Regions from separate parts of the Delphinus delphis genome. Here all the other regions are linked to region 3. Evidence: chromatin contacts called from public Hi-C data. All regions are on one chromosome and are shown on one strand. The core of a region is the stretch at or near the end of the contact, and the rest is flanking DNA. Distances in the headings are between cores, read along the strand shown.

The links. A called contact is a pair of places that touch in the nucleus more often than the background predicts.
Region 1: a contact with region 3 is called in a Hi-C map of lung, with 4 times the contacts expected there. The contact joins the promoter of FBXO9 here to the promoter of TMEM14A in region 3. A contact is called at or near these places in 2 of 3 Hi-C or Micro-C datasets (lung and muscle).
Region 2: a contact with region 3 is called in a Hi-C map of muscle, with 6 times the contacts expected there. The contact joins the promoter of EFHC1 here to the promoter of TMEM14A in region 3. A contact is called at or near these places in 3 of 3 Hi-C or Micro-C datasets (lung and muscle).

The regions. Positions count from the first base shown.
Region 1 is chr10:25,276,626-25,279,559 of mDelDel1.2, forward strand. FBXO9 (F-box protein 9) reads right to left here and starts at 1,466. Exons shown (of 13, transcript XM_060021658.1): 1 at 1,277-1,466. The coding sequence starts at 1,279.
Region 2 is chr10:25,639,328-25,642,500 of mDelDel1.2, forward strand. It overlaps EFHC1 (EF-hand domain containing 1), which reads right to left and starts at 1,563. Exons shown (of 10, transcript XM_060021679.1): 1 at 1,379-1,563. The coding sequence starts at 1,441.
Region 3 is chr10:25,412,260-25,415,447 of mDelDel1.2, forward strand. It overlaps TMEM14A (transmembrane protein 14A), which reads right to left and starts at 1,437. Exons shown (of 5, transcript XM_060021668.1): 1 at 1,303-1,437.

The sequences.
Region 1 (2,934 bases), core at 216-2,715, 140 kb before region 3:
AATGAATTAACAAATAAAATGCCATGAGGATATATAATGCGTATCTCAAGGATGAGGTAAGGAGACAGGAAGCCTATAATACAGACAGCATCTTCTCCCCTGGGCTGTGTTAATAGAGCTCTCATCCACTAAGACTTCGATTTTGACAGTATGGTGACAATAACAAGAACCATCAAATTTGGGGTTTTACCATATGCTCTTCAACTCAAATACCACTTGAAATAAGTAGGTCTTTGGCTGTCATCCAGAAATTTTCCCTTTGTTTTTCATAACTGAGTTGGACCTAACATCACCTTTCACTAGAGTAGCTCATGTGTTCATCCTTTTACTGTTTTACACATGGGACTAATGAAATACAGAAAGTTAAGTGCTTAATCCTGGTCAGAGAACTATTTCTGAAAGTTTAAAAGCATAGTCAATTAGTGTTTTTCTATTCACCAAATTGACTTCATAAAATAAGTTCATTCAACCATTCGTGTATTAAATAAACACTTGGGTGTCTACTATAAGCTAATGAGTTTGGGATCATTTCACTCTTGAATCACTCAACTTTAGCCAGAGATTAGTTTCTCGGAACGACAATTTATTTGAAGCCAAAGCAAAGCAGCATGGGGCAGAGACTACATAGGCCAACACGCAATAGCCCCATGGAATCTGCTTTGTCAATTTCTGGAGCTTTGCTCAGTTCCTCCATTTGGACCGCACTGACGCTGCTTGGGCCCTCACTGCTGTGAAATGAGACAAAATCCCTCCAACCCCAAGCCACCAGGACCGCCAGCCAAAACCCTGCCCCAGGAACTGCCGCGTCCTGGGGCGAGCGTCTCCTAAACCCAGGACTCCTTAAGGGGTCAGAACGGCGGCTCCACGGGCAGGCTTTTTGTTTTGGAGGGGCGGGGGGCGGCGATCAACAAGTGTCTCCACTTGCCAAGGCTCCCTCCCGTTTTCAGATGTTGCGACGGCTCACCTCAATCTACGCTCGCTTTTATTAAAGGGACGAGATCGGTTCAATGCCCTCAGCAGGCCGAGAGGCGTTATTCTCGGCCGTCCAGCAAACCCGCTCTGCTCACCTGGAGACCCAGCTAGGGGGCTCGGCAGGAAGGAACCCCGGGGAGCGGGCAGGACTAACACTGTCCGCCACCCTCAGGCCAGGGCCCCAGTATGGTGGTAGCCGTGCAGCCCCCAACCCTCGCAGGTTCACCCTCTCCACGTCCCCCGGGGCTCCCCGCAGGCCCGGGCCGTCCCGCCCGCCGCCCGCCCGAGCTCCTCGGCGCTTTACCATGCTGGCGGGCCAGCCGGCCGCGGCCGAGGGGCTCTCGGCGCCCCTCGGCACCGCCCCCGCGAGGAGGTGCCCCGGGAGTCCGGTGTCTACTCCTGCCGTCTGCTGCAACGGGACTTAGCAGAGTTCTCGGTCGGAGAAGCGCACCAGGCATCGGCAGTAACTGCGGGCCCGGCGTACGGCAGCCATTTTCGCAGGGCAGAGGGCCAGATCGCGGCGCGCTGGGGCGGCGGCCGGGGACTCGCGGAGCGCAGGGACGCCTGGGGCCCGCCGAAGCCGAGGACTGTGCGCGCACCGGAGCCTCGACCCTGCTGGAGACCCCGGACGCCGCAGCGTAGATGCACCCCTGCCGCGGAAACCTGCGCCGGCGCAGCGAGCATGCGCAGTGCTGACCCGCCGCCGCCCGCGTGGGCTGCTCTGCTCCGCTGCCCGCGCACTTCCCTGTGGAGGGCTAGGGACGTGCGCTTTCTGTGTGCGCGAGGGACAGCCCGGGTGAGGTCAGCCCGGGGTGCCGAAGGCCAAACTCAGCCTAGTATTCGGCTCAGTGAACTTACGCAAACTTGAACAGGACTTAACTCAAATTTAGAGTTGAGACCCTAAGGCAAGCGGCCCGAAGGCATCGAATTGGGTGCCCGGGACGGTCACTACACCATCCTCGGCGACTGTGGTTAGAGTCCCACTCCGGGATTGCAGGGAGACAGTTAAATTCCACTATCGTCACAGGCTGTTATAACGACTAAACTTTTTAAAGACACGGTCCTGGAGGTTGAGAAAAGAGGCGCTCAGGAGAGTAGCGGCAGGAGAGAAAACAGCCCCCCCCCCCAACGCCCGTCTCACTACAGATCCCATCATGCAACGCGGGAGGACGTTGCGGCTCTACGGCTCCGAACCCCGAGTCCTGCGGAGACGGATTCCGCAGCGCCCTGGGATTTGTGGTCCGCCGTTCCGCGTAGAGCACCAGCCCTCACTTGCCGTCCGGACCCCACTTCTTACAGCCCAAACACCTGATTTCATTTCCGCAGAAGGCACTCTTGTTTGTCAGGCAGTGTATTATTTTCCCACACTTTACATTGTTTTAAATACTGAATTTTGCATGCTCTCTACTCTGTGTAAACCTAGTCTTGGGGCTTCTTACCTTCATTCAGCAAACATTTATGTAGTTTCTAAAGTTTCTACTAGGTGTGGGGTACTAATAGTCATCAGGTTTCCAAGATCCTACTCGTGGTTCTCACGAGTTCACAATAGTTTAAATCTCTTATCCATTATTTTCTTTTATTGTGTTTATTTAGATCTTAGTAATGCAGTACATTCTTCTTCAGAAAATAGAGGCGAAAAAAAATGGGAGGGGTGCAGAATGGTGAGCTACAATAAGGAAGCCCCAACTGCTGTCTTGTAATATTAGAATCCACCCTTCCGATGGGTTTTTCATTTGCATCCTAAGTCAGCTACCTATAAAAAGTACATTCTTGTTTAACGGGGACTAAAAATTTACTAGTTTTCAGTTTTTAAAAGAGACTAGGGCTTAGGTCTGTTAAGGATGATTTTCCTCCCAATGACCTCTTTTAAATTGTATTTTGAAATTTAAATCGGGAGAAAGATTAGATGTATGGATTTATAATAGAAGAAAATGTTATATGTGACTAATGAATACAAAAGAT
Region 2 (3,173 bases), core at 313-2,812, 230 kb after region 3:
CCTGCACGGGGCAGGAACGTGCCTACCACATTTTTAAGTTTCATAAAACTGAAAAGTCCACTGAAGCAAAAAATCTACAATGCTGTGTCTTAATGCAGGAATAACTATGAAGAAGAGATTCAGAATCCAAATTCCCTCACCAAACATTCAATTTCAATTCATTCTCCCAAAGAAAATAAATTGACTATGTATTTTATCTGACCTTCATGATCAGGGAGAGGAACTTATAGTTTAAATTATTAAACTATATAAATATAAATTATTATCGTTTCATCTCTGATAATCAGCCTATCGGCCTACTGAATCTTAATGTTGATATTCCAACATATATTTCAGTAACCCTGAAATTTCAGAATTAAATAATAATTTTGTCAAGGGCTAAACTATGTCAGAGAAAAAAAACACAAGCCTATTTTTTTTTCTCTTCAATTTTGTCTACAGGATGCAACTAAAAACACAAAGTAGGGGAAGAGTGAAACAAAATCTAAATAGGAATCTTTTATAAAAATGTTAAAGCGAAAAGAAAAGGGCTAGGAGAAGAAAAAACAGCAACGAATCAACAGTAGTGGAGGGAATTTATGTGGAATTATCTCCTACAAAGCACCTGAGGATGGTTTGGGAGGAAGACGGCCAAGTGCTGAAAGCCTATCTTTTGGAGAAAGAACAACTGGGAAAGAAGGTTAAACAGGAACAGGGTGAAGGTGGGACCAGACTGTAGAAAAGGGATGAGGTGTGGTAGACGCATAAGTAAGAAGGGAGGAGACTGCAATAAAGGACCTGGCAGAAAGAAGCCAATGGGTGGAAGTGGTAAATAAGACAGGAAATGCAGCTGGGAGCGGGGGCGCTTACTAGGTCTAGGATTCAGAAGAGGAAGAACGCGGGCGGGAACGATAGGCCTGGGGAGAGTGGGTGGGATGGGGCTGTGGAAATAAGGATGAAGGTGTAGAGAGGCTGAGTCGGGGAAAGGGCCCAGACTAGGAGGGAGGGTTTAAGGGTGGAGCTCATCAGAGAAGGGTATGGGGTGGGAGAATGAGCTAGGGAGAGGACCGAGGGAGAGCTCGGGAGCAAGGCGGGGAAATCAGTGATCTAGAGGAGGCAGAGGCTTGAGGAGAGCAGCAAGTAAGAACGCTGGGAGGCCAACGCACTGCCAGGGTGGAGTGGAAAAACTAGAGAGGGATGGGCGGAGGGCAAAATGGGACAGGGAGGGTGAGGCTGGGTGAGGGAGAAAAGAGAACAAGGTTGGGGCAGAGGGACGGGTTTGAAGGGAAAGAGGACAAACTCGAGCGGACGAGAAGGGAGACGCAATCTTTCGAGCAGCTGCAAGCCCTCCGAGGCCGCCCGGGGGTGGGGGCAGGGGGTTGGACAGAGAAGTCCTCACCGTGGAGTCCTTAAAGGACATGCCCGGGAGACAGGGCAGGCCATGCACTGGGTTGGACATCATCGCAGCCGCTCTCGCCGCGGCCACCTCGGTCGGGTTTGGTCCTCCCGCCTTGCCGGGGGGACCAGCGGCTCCTTGGTAACGCCAAACATTCCCAGCGCTCGCGGCAGAGTGCCCGGGCCTGAGGCGCAGGCGTGCTGGGTCTGCGCGTGCGCAGCCCGCGGGACTGGGCGCTCTCGCGGGAGTGTGGACTCGGCGAGCTGGCCCCGCCCCTCCCCTCTCGGGACACAGCAAAGTGAGAGCGGGTGGGAGGGGCGGGAGGAGGCTGTTGTGATGACGGGATGGTTCTCGCCTTGAGGTCCGGGGTCGGGGCGGGCCCTTAGATCAGTTAGAGGGGAAGGGGCGGTCCTTCCTTCGCTCCAACGCAGTCCTCACCGCGCTCCGCCCGCTCTCTCTTCTCCCACCTGTGGGAAAAGGGCTCTTGTCCCAGTTCACACTGAAGTGTCAGTGGTTGGTTCCGGTTGAAAGTGTTACCTTTCTCGGACCCGTGCTTCCCTGGGGCCAGGGGTTGCGGATTATTCGTGGTTATAACTCTGTTGCTCAAGGATGTTCAATGAACAAATGCAACCATCTGGTCCCTAATCCTCCCACTACAGCATTCTGTTTTTTTCCACTTTACCTTTCTTTATTCTACTGTCAATCCCTGCACTTCTGCACCCTCCCAGTTGTTGGCCGGGCCTTTGGGTCTTACACATTCACCGCAGGACACTCAATATTTGTTGACTGAAGAGCTACAGGGCGCTCGTGTCAATTCTCCACGTCTCTAGTATCTACCTACTTGCAGCTGTAATGAAAAGATCAGAACCAAGAGGGGAAACGCATCTCCTTCAAAGAGAAAACTAAGTCATAAGAAAAAAGCAAATAAGTGTGGCGACATATTATCAAAATCATAGGTACTCTTTTTACAAAACTTGTTTAAATTACTATCCCTGAAAAGAAATGTAATCCTATTCCTGAAACATTTTCAGGAAAGAAAAAACAAGCTATCCAGCAGCACTGAGGAGCTTAAAAAGAAAAAAAGCAAACAAAACCCAGCTGCCCAGACATTGGATTCATCGGGTCTGAAATGAGTCTCAGGCATCTGATTTTTATAACAGCTGTTTCTGATAATGAGCCAGTTTAGGAACACGATAAAGTAACAGACCTCAATCAGAAGGCATCCGCGTCATGGGGTAGTTTACTGCCAATACAGACACAGCAGCTTTAGTTTTACTGCTTCTTGTCCAAGCAAATCCCCCTGTTGGGTTTCACTAATAGGTGTAAACCTCATGGGGCCCAGGACATCAATCCACTAGTGGTAACTGAAGCAGTTATTGGTGGCTGTCTCCACACCCTGCCCAAAGAATTTCTTTCCTTTTTTTTTAATTAATTAATTTTATTTTTGGCTGCATTGGGGCTTCGTTGCTGCACGCAGGCTTTCTCTAGCTGCGGCGAGCAGGGGCTACTCTTCATTGTGGTGCGTGGGCTTATTGTGGTGGCTTCTCTTGCTGCGGAGCATGGGGCTCTAGGCACGCGGGCTTCAGTAGTTGTGGCACGTGGGCTCAGTAGTCGTGGCCTGCGGGCTCTAGAGCCCAGGCTCAGCAGTTGTGGCCCATGGGCTTAGCTGCTCTGCGGCATGTGAGATCTTCCCAGAACCAGGGCTCGAACCCGTGTCCCCTGCATTGGCAGGCGGATTCTTAACCACCACGCCACCGGGGAAGCCCCGAGTTTCTTTTCTAATAACACTTCCTCTCCC
Region 3 (3,188 bases), core at 187-2,686:
GGTGTGTGGTGGGGGCAGGAGGGGGGTGCCCTGGAATGATGGAGCCCAACTTAAACATAATCAGTCTGAGATGCCCAACACACAGTCAGGAAGCACCCTTCCACAGAGATGTGAAGCTTATGAGAGAGATCACTCCTCATCAGGTAGTAATTGAGGGACCTAATTCTCTCCTTAAGTTAATCACCTGGGGTGGAAGGCTGGTTCTTCTCCCTCCTCCGAGTCCCCCAGTTCTTCCTCTGACCCTCTCTTGGGGCCCCATCCCTTCTACCTGGTGTAGACTTACTTCCCTTGAGCTGCTCTCTCCTCTGGGCCAGTCAAGCTCCTTGAGGACTAAGCTCAGGTTCAATTCATCTTGTCTTCCTCACAGCACCAAGCCCACTACCGAGCACTTAGGCAGGTGCTTAGTAAATGCCTGCTGAGTGAATGAGTAAGTGAACCAAAGGAATAACTTCTGCCTTAAGACATTACGTAACTGACCTACCCTCGGTATAGCTCTAGTGCCAGGAAAAAGCCCTTCCATCGCCTTAGTGAACTGAGTGTTGTTCTAAGGAGGCAAAATAAATCTATTCTCAATCCTTGTAAGAAGTTTCGTGCTTACAGCGAAAATTCAAACAAAAGGCAATCAGCTCTGGTGCTCCTTTTCCGTGGCAGGACCGTATGTCCTGCTCAGAATCACACAGGAAAGCCAGAGGCTGCGTTAACAAGGGCGGGTTGGGCGTGGGTACGAAGCATCACGTGTTCCCATCGCAAACGCTATGCCCAGCCCTTGGAAAGGCCAGAAAGCATCTTGGGTGCAATGCAGCAAAATGATTTACTGCACAACGCACAATACCAGATGAAGGGGCCCTGCCTTGCCCTTAGCCCTCCAAAATTTGGGGAAACCACTAACAGATTTCCCGTAAGCTATTATATAAAAAGCATTTTCACATGCTGAGTATCAATAATTACCTACCTTTGAACTCCTTGAGGCTCGAAAGACACATTTTCGAGTGAAGTCTGGATGGTGCTGGGAAGGTTTAAAACCCTGCCAAGCATTTCTAGATGGTCCAAGAGCCCCACCCTCTTCCCCATCTCTCCTTAGCTCTAGGAAGGTAGGAAGGAGAACAGGTGGGAGATTCAGGACCGCGGAAGGAAGAAACTCCAGCAATTCCCAGGAGGAGGAGAGAAGCGATTCCCCGGGAGAACAGACTCCACCCCCTGCAAAATCCTCCCAAGGTTCTCTGCGTCTTTAACTGCCTATTTCTGCACCGATGCATGAAAATTACGGGCAGGAAAGTCTCGATTGCGAGATGTACAGCTCACCTGCAGCCCCGAGCTGTCTCCGCGGCTGAAAAGAGCAAAGTCGGGAGCTAGGTGCGGGAAAACTTCGTACCTGGAGAAGGGAAGCTGACCCCGCCGCCTGCGCCTTCTACTCTGCGCGTTACCTCCCAGTACTGGGTGGGGCCGCTGATTCCGAGAGGCACCGCCCCCGCCTCCGCCCCTCGCGCGCGCATGCGCGGCACTCCTTCCACTGCAGCTCAGCCCTGTCCCGCCCACGCCCGCCGGGCGCCGTGGAGGTTAGTCGGCTCTACCACTTTCAGCGCCTGTACTGTAGCATCCCAGGCGGCGGCCACACCTGGTCACTCGCTCCGGACCCGGCCACTCGCTTCGGCGACCCGGCTTTTGGTCCTGGCCCTGATCCCGGGACTCGGGTCTGGTGCCTCCTGCCGGACGGACCTGGAGTGACATGCATTCGCAAGGAGTAGGCCTGGGTGTACCAGGGATTCCAGATGGCGAAAGATTTTTAACCGTTGAAGAAGTTCCTTCAATATTTAAGGGACGTTTGTGGGACCTCTCCAGCAACCCAGGCGTTTTACATACTCTCCACCAGATTGTCCCCATTTTCAGCGGAGGGAGGTAAGGTTCAGAGAGGCGAAGGGATTTCGTTGTCCACAGACTCAACTCCACAGGGTGCAAAGGCTAGAGCCCGAGTTTGTCTGGTTTCAAAGCCCGAGCACCCTTTATTACACCGCACCATCTACGAAGGCATCTAGATGTGGTGGGGAGACCAGGATCCCGGTTTCATACTTCAAGCCCAGGATTTGCTGGACTTAAGTACCTGAAGGGGAAAGGTACAGAGTGCCAGAATTGAAAGGCACTTTAAATCATCTTTCGTTCCAGAATAATACGTTCTCAGGGATGAACCTTAAATTGATCTGGAATCCTGCATCCTGGCTACAACTTCTCATCTCACTCCAGTTTTGCCTTCCAGGCCACTGACAGTAACTCCAACCCTCTTCCTTATATAATAGCTCTTCAGAGATTTGAAGAAGGCTGTCACCTAGGGCTTATCAAGCAGCTCTAGGGGTGCCGTGGGGCTGGGAATAATAGAATTTCTTAAAATTAAAAAAGAAAGAAATCTTAAGAATATATATCTTGTGAAATTTGCTGAATCTATTCTTTGTGTTTAAAAGTGCTTCAAGGAAGCAATGAGACTATCTAAGATGAGAAGTCTAAGGTGGGCATAAGGAAATAGGGTTCTGGGAGATTCACAGGAGAGTTGATGGCAGGTGCCAGAATGTGGATGGAGGAAGTGGTATCCTGAACTTTGGCTCCAGGTTCTCCCAGCTCTCCTTCTCATCCCCTTCTTTGCCCATCCTTACCTCAGGGCATGCTGGCACCTTTGCGGGTGCATGCTCTCACTCTGTCTCTCTCTCTCTCTCCCCCCCCCCTCCCCACAGACTCCCAGGACACTTTCCCTAACCTGAATAAAACCAAAAACCCTCTTGGGATGCCTCAGTGTCTTTAACTAATACGAGCCCCCCCCCCAAGTAAATAACTTCCCCCTGGACCCCAGTGCCTGGATGTATAAGATGCTGAGATCCCTTCCACCCCTGTCACTGAGGTCTTAGAGACTGAAAACAGCCTCATGGTATTCCTACTCAAGGCGTTTTCACCCAAATCGAAAAGAGCAAGGTGAACAACATGCGGGAACAGGAAGGTTCTTAGGCAAAAGGGCCACTGTCCTCTCAACTCACATGCCTCCAGCTGACACCTACTCTGTCTAATGGGAAGGTTAGACAGAGCACGAGACGAGAGTGCAGTAAAGCCTATTCACCTCCACCTCTTTGTAAAGCTGTCTGCTCATGATCCACAGCATATTCTTAACTTCCAATGTGCCATCAACCCTTGGGCAGTCTGGACAAATG